3 separate regions of the Gossypium hirsutum genome follow, and regions 1 and 3 are each linked to region 2. A link is a contact called in public Hi-C data. All regions are on one chromosome and are shown on one strand. Each heading gives the region's core, a stretch centred on a gene start, on an enhancer-like site or on the middle of the called end of the contact. The rest is flanking DNA. Distances are from core to core; before and after follow the strand shown. Region 1 holds the start of LOC107951546 (late embryogenesis abundant protein D-29-like). Region 2 holds the start of LOC107951538 (probable receptor-like protein kinase At5g18500). Region 3 holds the start of LOC107951543.

Evidence for each region. A called contact is a pair of places that touch in the nucleus more often than the background predicts.
Region 1: a Hi-C map of leaf shows a contact between it and region 2, with 2.1 times the contacts expected there. The contact joins the promoter of LOC107951546 here to the promoter of LOC107951538 in region 2. A contact is called at or near these places in 4 of 34 Hi-C or Micro-C datasets (callus, leaf and petal).
Region 3: a Hi-C map of leaf shows a contact between it and region 2, with 2.7 times the contacts expected there. The contact joins the promoter of LOC107951543 here to the promoter of LOC107951538 in region 2. A contact is called at or near these places in 14 of 34 Hi-C or Micro-C datasets (anther, hypocotyl, leaf and 2 more).

Annotation. Positions count from the first base shown.
Region 1 is chrA02:9,530,450-9,533,785 of Gossypium_hirsutum_v2.1, forward strand. LOC107951546 (late embryogenesis abundant protein D-29-like) reads right to left here and starts at 1,263. Exons shown (of 3, transcript XM_041090463.1): 1 at 708-1,263; 2 at 169-620; 3 at 1-167. The coding sequence starts at 1,140. The coding sequence ends at 144. LOC107952301 reads right to left here. Exons shown (of 3, transcript XM_041090472.1): 3 at 2,820-3,336.
Region 2 is chrA02:9,203,406-9,206,789 of Gossypium_hirsutum_v2.1, forward strand. It overlaps LOC107951538 (probable receptor-like protein kinase At5g18500), which reads right to left and starts at 1,305. Exons shown (of 8, transcript XM_016886614.2): 1 at 872-1,305; 2 at 1-139. The coding sequence starts at 119.
Region 3 is chrA02:9,471,863-9,475,134 of Gossypium_hirsutum_v2.1, forward strand. It overlaps LOC107951543, which reads right to left and starts at 1,718. Exons shown (of 1, transcript XM_016886628.2): 1 at 324-1,718. The coding sequence starts at 1,419. The coding sequence ends at 628. It overlaps LOC107951544 (50S ribosomal protein L3-2, mitochondrial), which reads right to left. Exons shown (of 5, transcript XM_041090456.1): 4 at 3,052-3,165; 5 at 2,392-2,810. The coding sequence ends at 2,637.

The DNA.
Region 1 (3,336 bases), core at 13-2,512, 330 kb after region 2:
ACAACCACCGAAACAAAGCATATAAAAACTCATCTACTCTCAAATCTTAATCTCATCACCACCACTCAGCATTGCAGCAACTCACAGCTCCTCATCTCGCTCACGTCCTCGCCCTTGTCCCCCACCGTTCACATAGTTATCTTTCAGTTCTTGTGATTTCTGCTTCGCCGACTCGTAGCCCGAAGCTATGGTATCCTTTGCAGATTCTATGGTCTCTTCAGCTTTGCTTTTGGCCGCATCGTACCCTTGTTTAGCTTTCTCTTTCGCCCACTTCAGGCTCTCCCCTGTCTCTTCGTTCTTTTTCTTGGTTTCCTCCGCCGCACCCTCTGCTTTCTCGGCAACTACCTCCTTCGCTTCTTCCGCCTTCCGAGCCCCCCTTTCCTGCGCTTCATTCGTCATCTCACTTGTCCTATCCGCCATGTCCCTCACCTTTTCCTTCGCTGCAATATATGCTGTGTTCGCATTTTCTTTTGCAGAATCTGCTAATTCCCTGGCCTTCTCTGTGGTTGCTTGTCTCATCTCACTGCTCTTTCCCTTTGCCGCATTCGTCACATCATCGGTCTTCTTGTAGGCTGTATCTTTCATGTCCTTTGCCTTCCCTGCACTGTATTCACCAGCTCCTGCCCAATGTTGAATAAATCACTGATCAGAACAATAAATAACATAATAAAATCCGGGGTGTAAAAAGTATATTAATTTTAATCAACCTGAGGCCATGTCTTGTAACTTGTCCTTGGTCTTGGTAGCAGTGTCAGCTACGGAATCAGAGGCTTTCCTGACAGAACCCTTAGGATCATCGTCTTGCTTGAATCCAAGCCCTTCAGATATCTTCTCTTTAGCCCATTCAGTCCATGAATCTGTGGACTCCTTGGCTTCTTTCCCTACCTCTGATGCCCTATCCTTTGCTTGTTGTGTGTTGCTCTTTACCTCATTTGCAGCATGATCCGCCTTGCTTTTCAAGGCATCCTTGGCTTGCTGAGTTCTGCTGTTGAGTTCATCAGTGGCTTCTTCTGTCTTCGTCTTTAACTTTGAATATTCTCTAGCATCCTCATCTGTCGATGGCATGTGGTCCACGGTCGTGCACCTCACGTTGGCAGCAGTTAGGACAAGGAACACAATGAAAAACCAACTCGAAGCCATGAATATATGGTTAAAAAGTACAGCAACAAATTGTATCCACAAAGTGTTTTTTCTTCAAGGAAGGAAGGAAATTGAACTTTTTTGAAGATAGCAAGTGTAGGGGGAAGAAAGTTGATGAAGGCCATGAACCTTGGGGGTGTTATATTTAAGCGGGGAGAGGAGGTGATGGGGGTGGCTGTCATTCAACGTGGCAAACTGGGAAACGTTTGAGGTTGCTATGTGTCATCTTCAGCATTCCAAGTGTCAGCTCCCTAGCTGTTTACTGTAAAAGCTTCGTACGTGTCTCTAAGGAGTTGAGTTGGGTTATAGCCACGATCCCCTATATCCCATGCCAATCTTCAAAGTGGCTTATCAGGAAAATAAACTGCAAAACTCTAGAAGGCATTATCATTCTTAATCATACAACTCATAAAGCAGGTCACAGTAGAACATGTTAGAAGTTTACAATTCCAAATTTGTATTCCCTTTTTGACTTGTTTCGTTTGTTATCCAAACTTTGCTCGCTTTGCCAATTTTTAGCAGTCAGTGTATTTGGGTCCCTAACAGAACATGCACTCACAATGGGCAGCCTATGCCCATTTCCATTTCCATATCGTTATGTTGTTTCCCTTTAATCTAAACATTGAATTCAAGGGGCATCTAGATGTTACACAGTTGCATCCTACAGTATTGGAGGATTTCCCATCTAAAATTTTGCAAGTGTTTTTAAGAACCAGTAGCAAACTACAAAATTATATGGATTTCGTTTGTCTGGGACTGAGACTTTTACAATGATATTTTCTTTGGGTAAACAAAACGGATAGCAACAAAAAGTTTGCACTCCTTCCTTTATTTTGATTACTCTCCATAAAAATTTAAAAATTTTAAGAAAGATGATATGATAATTTTTTTTACATATAGACAAATCATTAGATTTCATATGACATAATTAATCACATAAATATGATACATCACTTTAAAATATAACAATATAATTTATCTAATACTAATTATTAACCAAAATAAAATAATAATAATTAAATAGTTGGAAAAAAAAAACTAAAAATCTAAACGTCTCTTCTTCGTCAAATTTTAAACGCTAGAGCAATTACGACCCTCTTTTTCCTCTACAAGTTACGCCTCTCCTTCTTCTTTGATATTTGTATTTCTAAGTCAATTAATCAAGATTGTATCAGGATTTGGCTTTTCTACATGTTTGTTTGTCATTTTAGTATTTGGCCTTAGAATTTTATCTAGAGAGAGGATTCAATTTAAAAACTGGTTAGATTTTCTTCTTTTGTTGTTACATGCTTTTTATGAACATAAACTGTTGTCAAATTAAGCTTCACGTTAGTTCCTTTAAGCAATCCGCCAATATGCGAACGAAGAGGGTCGAAACATAGATCTTTACAAAGTTAAAATTTTTGGAAAAGGAAATGTTTAGATTTCTGAGTTTTTTTTCAACTATTTAATTGTTGTTTTTTCTTTTATTTTAGTTAATAATTAATTTTAGGCAAATTATATTTTAATCATTAAAATTGAACATTTATATGATAAATTATGCCACCACCAATGAAATTTTCAGTAGAGTTTTTATCAAGAGTGATCAAAATAAATGAATTATGTAATGTGAGTGTCTAAATTGCAAGTCTTTTGGATGCCTAAAATAAAAAATTTTGATAGTTGGGTCAACAGTGTAGTTGACTTAAAAGGGAAAAAGATATATATACATATGCAAAAGTCATCAAAATTTCGTTTTTTTTTTTCTGCAATTATATCAACTGGCAATGGAATAATGGATGAGGAACGCAACAAGACATTCACCACATGTTTGTTGCTCACTTGTTCAACATGTTTGCAGGAATGGCCTTTACTTTCCCTGTTAGTAAAAATGGAAACCTAACGTCAAACCAGTTTCCTACACGAAGAGAATATCACTGTGCAGTACAGCCATCCAGCTTTTAATTCCAGAAAAATCAATCCACATACAGGATCCCAATATCTCACCATGTCTCATCCGGGTCTGCATCGTCACAAGCTTTCTTTCAACCAACCTAAATACAATAAACTACAACTTTTACTCCCTAAGCAGATTGCTTGCATTTCCTTTTGTTGTGCCCAAGCTTTTTGCACTTGCTGCACTGAAGTGTTCTCTTAACAGCTTGATTGGATTTAAGTGCGTATTTTCTTTCCTTGGGCCGCCCCACCGGACGGGTC
Region 2 (3,384 bases), core at 55-2,554:
AGCCACAATGATATGCTAAGGATAACTAAGAATACCACTCCTAAGCAAATTACAATAAGAACCCACAATTGCAGACCAATGTACTCTTTTGACAGAGTTTTGTTCAGATCAGAGGCCATCTTCACCTACACCAAGATGCCTGAAAACATGTTTAAGTAAAATAACTTAGAACCACAACCATCTAATAAAAAAACTGTTACATATTTTGCATTTATTCAAGATACCAATTAATTTATGACATAAAAAGAGAAACAAATGGCTAAGTTTCACAGTAAACAAGTGCAGAGGGTAAAGCAAATATAGAAAGATAAGGAAAACTAAAGCAGACCTTGAACCACAATCAAGTTTCCAAAAAAAGAACCCCAAAAGAGAGCCCTCAATCAGAGAGAGAAGCTTGAAGGAAAGCAAAGAGTTTGTTCTTTAAATCAAAGTCCACCGACTGCCAAAAACTTTATTTTTTTTTTCAAATAATAAACAAACATAAAAAATCAAATAGAATAAGAATAGGCATCACGTTTCCAACACACACTCTACATTTGACAAATCATCACACACACATAAAACTGAACCAGATATCTTATTTCCAACAAAAAAATGATAATAATTTCAGTCATTATTTGACAAGATCAACCAAAAAATAAAAATAAAAACAAAAACTTCAAGCATTAATAAACGCAATGAAGAACTAGGAGGAAATCCCAGAAGAAACCATATTGAAAAGCTAGAAAAGGGGTTACTGCAATGTCAAAAAATGAAGGGATTTTTGTAGGGTTTCTATGTGAGAAGTGGGGATTTTGCGAAATGGGTATTGACCGGGGTAATGAGAAGAAGATGTGGAGTTGTCAGAGGTAGGTGATGAGGAAAGACATGCCTTACATTAACAGTGAAATGGAAGCAGCTTACACAACACAACAACTGGAAGCTTTTTTTTTGTTTTTCTTTTGCTGTTTCTTCACTTTTCTTTTTTCATTGTCACAACTCAAAACACTGTATATTATTGGAAAACAATTTATAAATTGAGTCTCAGACTCTTCTTCTTGATGAATAAATAAAAAATAAAAAAGATCTTACAAATTAAGAACCCAATTGTGGAAAATGATTCTTTTTATTCTTTATTGTGCTTTCTGTAAATTTTAGTTTTTCAAGGTAGTAGTTTCATTTTTTAATCATTGAAAACTTTAACTTAAAAAATGAAAAGATAAACAAAACAAGTGGGTAATGGTATGGTTGAACTCAAAGGGAGAATGATCCAAAAAAGAAATGACCATAAATTTCATCCTTGATATTTATTTTAGTTTGAGATTTTAATTTTACAGTGTTTTTGAAATAAAGGTAAATTTCTTTTAATATAGATTAGTAGATCTGCATGCATAGTCAAAGAAACAGACTGGACTCCAATACCAACAGGCTTTTGATTGACATTGTCATTGTTTTTCCTTAAACACCCTTGCTTTAGTTTCAAAATATTTAAATTAATAACATACAATCCCTTTAATCTTTCTTCTAGAGAGTAGGGACCATCTTCATACTAAGATGGATGGTGTCATGTCTGTATGGGCATACATGGAGAGAAGATTGGGGAATCAAAGCATAGTCCCCCACAAAACAAAAAGATAAAAAAAAAGTAAAAAAACTTAAGCTGGGTTGGAATTACAAAGATTGCAGAAGCATTCATTCCAAGGCCAAATATCCCAAATCATAATAATAATATAAATAAAGAGAGGGTATAATTGGTGTAATAATGAAACCTTGGATGAATGAAAGATGAACAGAGGAATGATGGGTTGTTTCTGAATTACATAAATGTAAGAAACAAGGAACATCCAAATTGGGTTTCAATGGCTGTAATATCTGTGGCAGTGTTGAACTAATGAAAATGGTTTCAATGACAAACCTATTGTTTTCATCTTTCTCCCAACTCTCAACTTTTTTTTTTAATCTCAAGATTACATACATGTATTTTTTTTCCTAATCCAATTCCATGTTTTATATATAAGTTGGGATAAAAAAAATATCTCCAATCCTTTCATTATTCAACAAATTAACTTTTTTATTAAAATTAATCACTTTTTATTTCTCTCCACGATTTATCTTACTTTTAATTGAAATAATAATTTTAAATATTTATATATTTTGTAAAATTTATTCTAATTTAAAAAATTCAATTAATTTAACCTTTAATATTTACACCATCTTTGAACTTGATCTTATTTCTAAATTTATTGATATCAAAATTATAAAATTTGTAACCGTTGAAGATTAAATTTATTATTATACCAATCAAAGGTAGGATAAATAGATGAACAAAAGTAAACTCGATAATTTATTACCCTTAGTTACTCGTATTTGAAAGAAAGATAAATTTGTTAAATATCAAGATTGACTGATATTAGGGATGTCTTTTTCTTTTTATATATAATAAAAAATTGAGTGGTAAGAGGATTGAAAATGAAACTTAGAAATTACCTACCAAATGAGACTGTGATAATTAACAAAGTATTAAGCAATTGAAGCGAGTATGGTATAAATATTGTAAACTCAAATAGATGGCACCCAAGGCAAGCCAAATCCAGATTGCTTCAGATAGCAGTTAGCAGCAGAGATGTGATTTCTTTTTCTTATTGTTGTTATTATTTATCAATTATCATTATCAGTGTTAGATTTATAAAGAATGGGGAGTGGTAAAAATCAATGATTATTTATTGCCACCTTGTTCATGCTTTGTGTATAAACAAACTAAAAGGTATCTCTATCTTATTCTTATCTACATATGCATTCACATTCTTCCCTCCACCCAACATTTTATGTACCTAGAAGACGTGGTGTCATTTTATGTTCACGTGTCTACCATTTGCACCTTACAATATAGAATAGAATAAATCTAAAAGCAAAGAAAATGGCTATTTAGGAGTCTGAGTTGGCCACCACGCTCATCACCTCTCTCACAGTTTTAGCCTCTCATATGCATCCGTGGCCGTGAAGATGGAGAAACATGCCTTCATCACCACATTGGATATTCCTTTCTGCTTTTTCATCCTACATGTTTAGGATTGTCCCTCCTAATAATGTTATTTACATTTACGATATGCGAATGAAAGTATTTATGTAATAAATTTATAAAAGAGTAAAATTGAAATAACTAATATTTTGATATCTTAAGTTTAAATCTCATTATTCATCCGTTAATATGCATATATATATATTTCTAAATTTTATAAAATAAAATGATATTTGATAATTTTCTAATTGAATTGAGCTCAAGTTGATGGCTGACATCAACTCAATCAACCCCTTAATTTATAGTATAGATTTCACATATTTAATTTTTTACTTTTATAATACTATTAATACATTCAAATTGACAACATCGATAAAGTGATTGAC
Region 3 (3,272 bases), core at 468-2,967, 270 kb after region 2:
TTAAGCAACAAAAACAAACCTTTGAAAAGGAAAATACCAAACTTTTTTACTAGAAATTGATGCCTTTCTAACAAAGCTTGCAAGACAACAAAGAAAAAATCGCAATAATATTCAAAAAGATATAGGATTTTGTATAAGTTAAAAATGAAGGCTCAAGTCCTGATCAACTTAGTCCAGGACTGACTGCACTTACATAATGGGAAGCAATAGCATAACCTGCTCCCCTGAAAATACAGCATAATAGCATTCTAAAGTGAGAGATAATCCCGGGTATGCCATCATGATTCATTTAATTAAAGGACATATCAAGGGTGCAAAGCATCTAAAGACAATTTTGACACTTCTTTTTCTTGTAATTTTGTAAGAACAGAAAGTCCAGAGAGCTTTAGTTTTGGCATAAGAAGGGCTAAAGGTGAAGCAAATAAACAGAAACAACGAGCTTAATGAAAAATACATACAGGGCAATAGAGAAAGCTACAATTGAATGCAAACAAAAAGCTTACTGAATACAGAAAAACTCCTAAATCATCTCTACAAAGATTTGACATATGGTTCCCATGAACAGAAAGGCTAAATACCAACAAACGAAAACAAACACTTTACTGAGATTGTTGGAATCACCAATGATCAATTAGGCATACCATGAGTGCTTTGTTGACGCTGCAACTTGGGGATTGAAATGGGTACATTAGCACCAGAAACTGAATACGACCCATTGTTTCCCTTGTCGGGAATAGGAGATGGAAGGGATAAAGAGCTTGCTTTGGCGTCAGCAGCAGCAGCAATGGCAGCATCAGGTTTAGATTTGGGAATGCCTACGAGGGACGACTTATGTCTATCACTATCCTTCCGGGCCAACAAGGCGAGTCTCTCGAGAGCCTCTTTGGCTCTCTTCTTTGCCAAAGTAGCTTCTTTGACCCTCCGCTCAGCCTCCACTTTCGCAACGGCGGCAGCTTTGGTCATAGAGGCGGCAGCAATCTTAGCAGCAGCTAGAAGTGCCTTAGCTGCTTCCTTGTCAATAACCCTCGTGTTCGTCGTCTTGTTGTTGTCGTCGTCGCCGTCGTGGGTAGATCCGGGAGGATGATCGGGCGTTGACTTGGGTTTCTTAGTAGGGGCGAGATTGAAGAAAGAGAAATTAGGGTTGGAGCAAGGGGGACAGGTAAAGGAGGTAGGCAAGAGGGAAGAGGAGGAGCAAGAGAGGTGAGAAATGGAAGGGCATTTGAGGCAGATGAGGCGCTGGTGAGGGGGAGGGGACTCGTTGAAAACTTCGAGGCAAATGGGGCAGAAGAGGCCCTGGTGGTTCTTGAGGACGCAGTTGGTGCAGAGGCGTCGATAGCTGGCTCTGTGGCGGAGGTTGTGGAGGAGGAAACGCTCAGGGGCGCCGCAGCCCCCGCATTCGGACAGCTGATCCCGCTTCATGCCCGGAAGGCAAAATGAAAAATCCCAAATGTGGGGGATAATATCCAACACTAAGTTCCTTGACAAGGCTAGGATGTAGGAAGAGGGAAAGTGAAGGGGTTTAGAGTGTGGGTGGTCAAAAGACTCAAAGCAGATTAGTGATTTTCATTTGGTTGTCTGCCTGTCTGTCTGTCTGTCGGAAAAGACCCAAGTTAATTGTGTTGTCACAGTACACACTACAGTACATCATACAGAGATGAAGGGTGGGGGGGGGGAGAGATTGGAGATTAGAGAGAGAGAGATGCTGCAATTGGGTACTTGGTTTGATTTTGCTTAAGGTGACTAGGATAATAATGTCTTCAGAATTTGGTAATGGAAAGAAAGGCCCAATATGGGATAGAGGCCCATTAGTCTAAACAACTATAATACAAGGCTTATCGACGGCCTTGCCATCAGGCATGTAAATAAGACACTTATATAATAATCACGAGCAGACCGGGTATGAGCTGCAGATGGATTCAACTGTGAATGAACATAAGGTTATTTATTAAATGAATAAGTTTCAACAGTCTATTTATGCTCAACAACTAGTTTATTTATAAACTCATTTATAGACTCGCTTATTTGAAGATAATATTTCCTATGAAAAATACTTAAATAGCATTTTCCCTTTATTTTTACATTTATATTTAGTTAGACTAAACATATCAAATAATAAATTGAGTTTGAACATAATATTAAAATTGTAAACAAACACGAGTAACTTTAAATAAATAAAAAAAACAAACACCAACAAAACTTCGTTCATTTGAGCTCGTCTCATTTATTGATATTATTGCATACTCCTCGAAAGTTTTCATAGCATGTAATGTTAGCCTAAATGCGTTCAAAAAATTGCATTACTATTTAATTCAAGTTTAATAACCATTTAAAAATATAAAAAAATGTTATCAACAGTTATTATATCTAATGTCCTATAAGTTTGTACTCGCAAAAGCAAAATTTCAGGTTTCCTTTCATTTATTTAAAATAACTCTCATTCCTGTTACAGAAAAATCAATGCTCAATTTGCTTCAAAAATTCATACATCAACCTTCATCTCTATAACCATTATCTCATATTACATTCCTTCCTGAAACCAAATAACTAGGACACAAACCAACTTCTTACTATTCCGCAAGTTAACTGGTCCGGAATTTAATCTGCCATCCGACAACCAACTCAAACTCCGCCCCACGTCAATCGGCTACCATAAACGGATCTACCTCTCCAAGATCAGCAACCAGAGGCCCTATATTTGTTTCATCCTCATCTTCTGCTGCAAAATAAGTCGGGAACGGAAGCATTGAAACATCAGGTTTCTTGTAAACAGAATCCTTTATGAAGACAAAGTTCCCTTTAGCACCTGGGACCTGTAAACAATAACCAACTCCCTAAACAATACTGCCAATAAAAAACTATACAGAATACAACATATTAGATGGTTAAGAACTTCGGATGCAATGTAATTTGTTCCCATCCTTTGAAGGGGATTAGTCCCTTATTTTTATGACAAACATCGGATTTGGAAGCTTGCAACTGTTGTGCAAAGGCTATAGCCTCCTGATTTTTTCCATTCAAAATTCTTAAGCACTTAAAATAAGAAAACCATACCTGACCCCTCACCCACATCAAATTCCTTGCAGGATCTATCTTGTATACCCACACATTTTTTACTGTTCTCGTCTTCCCACCCATGCGCCCAGGCATCTTTTTCCCTTTAAATACCTACATAACAATAATTGATCGTCAATTATGACTCAAGGGCATTCCATATGGTAAAGACTGATAAACAAATGGATACAAGAGTTGTAATGAAGATTAGGTTGACAATG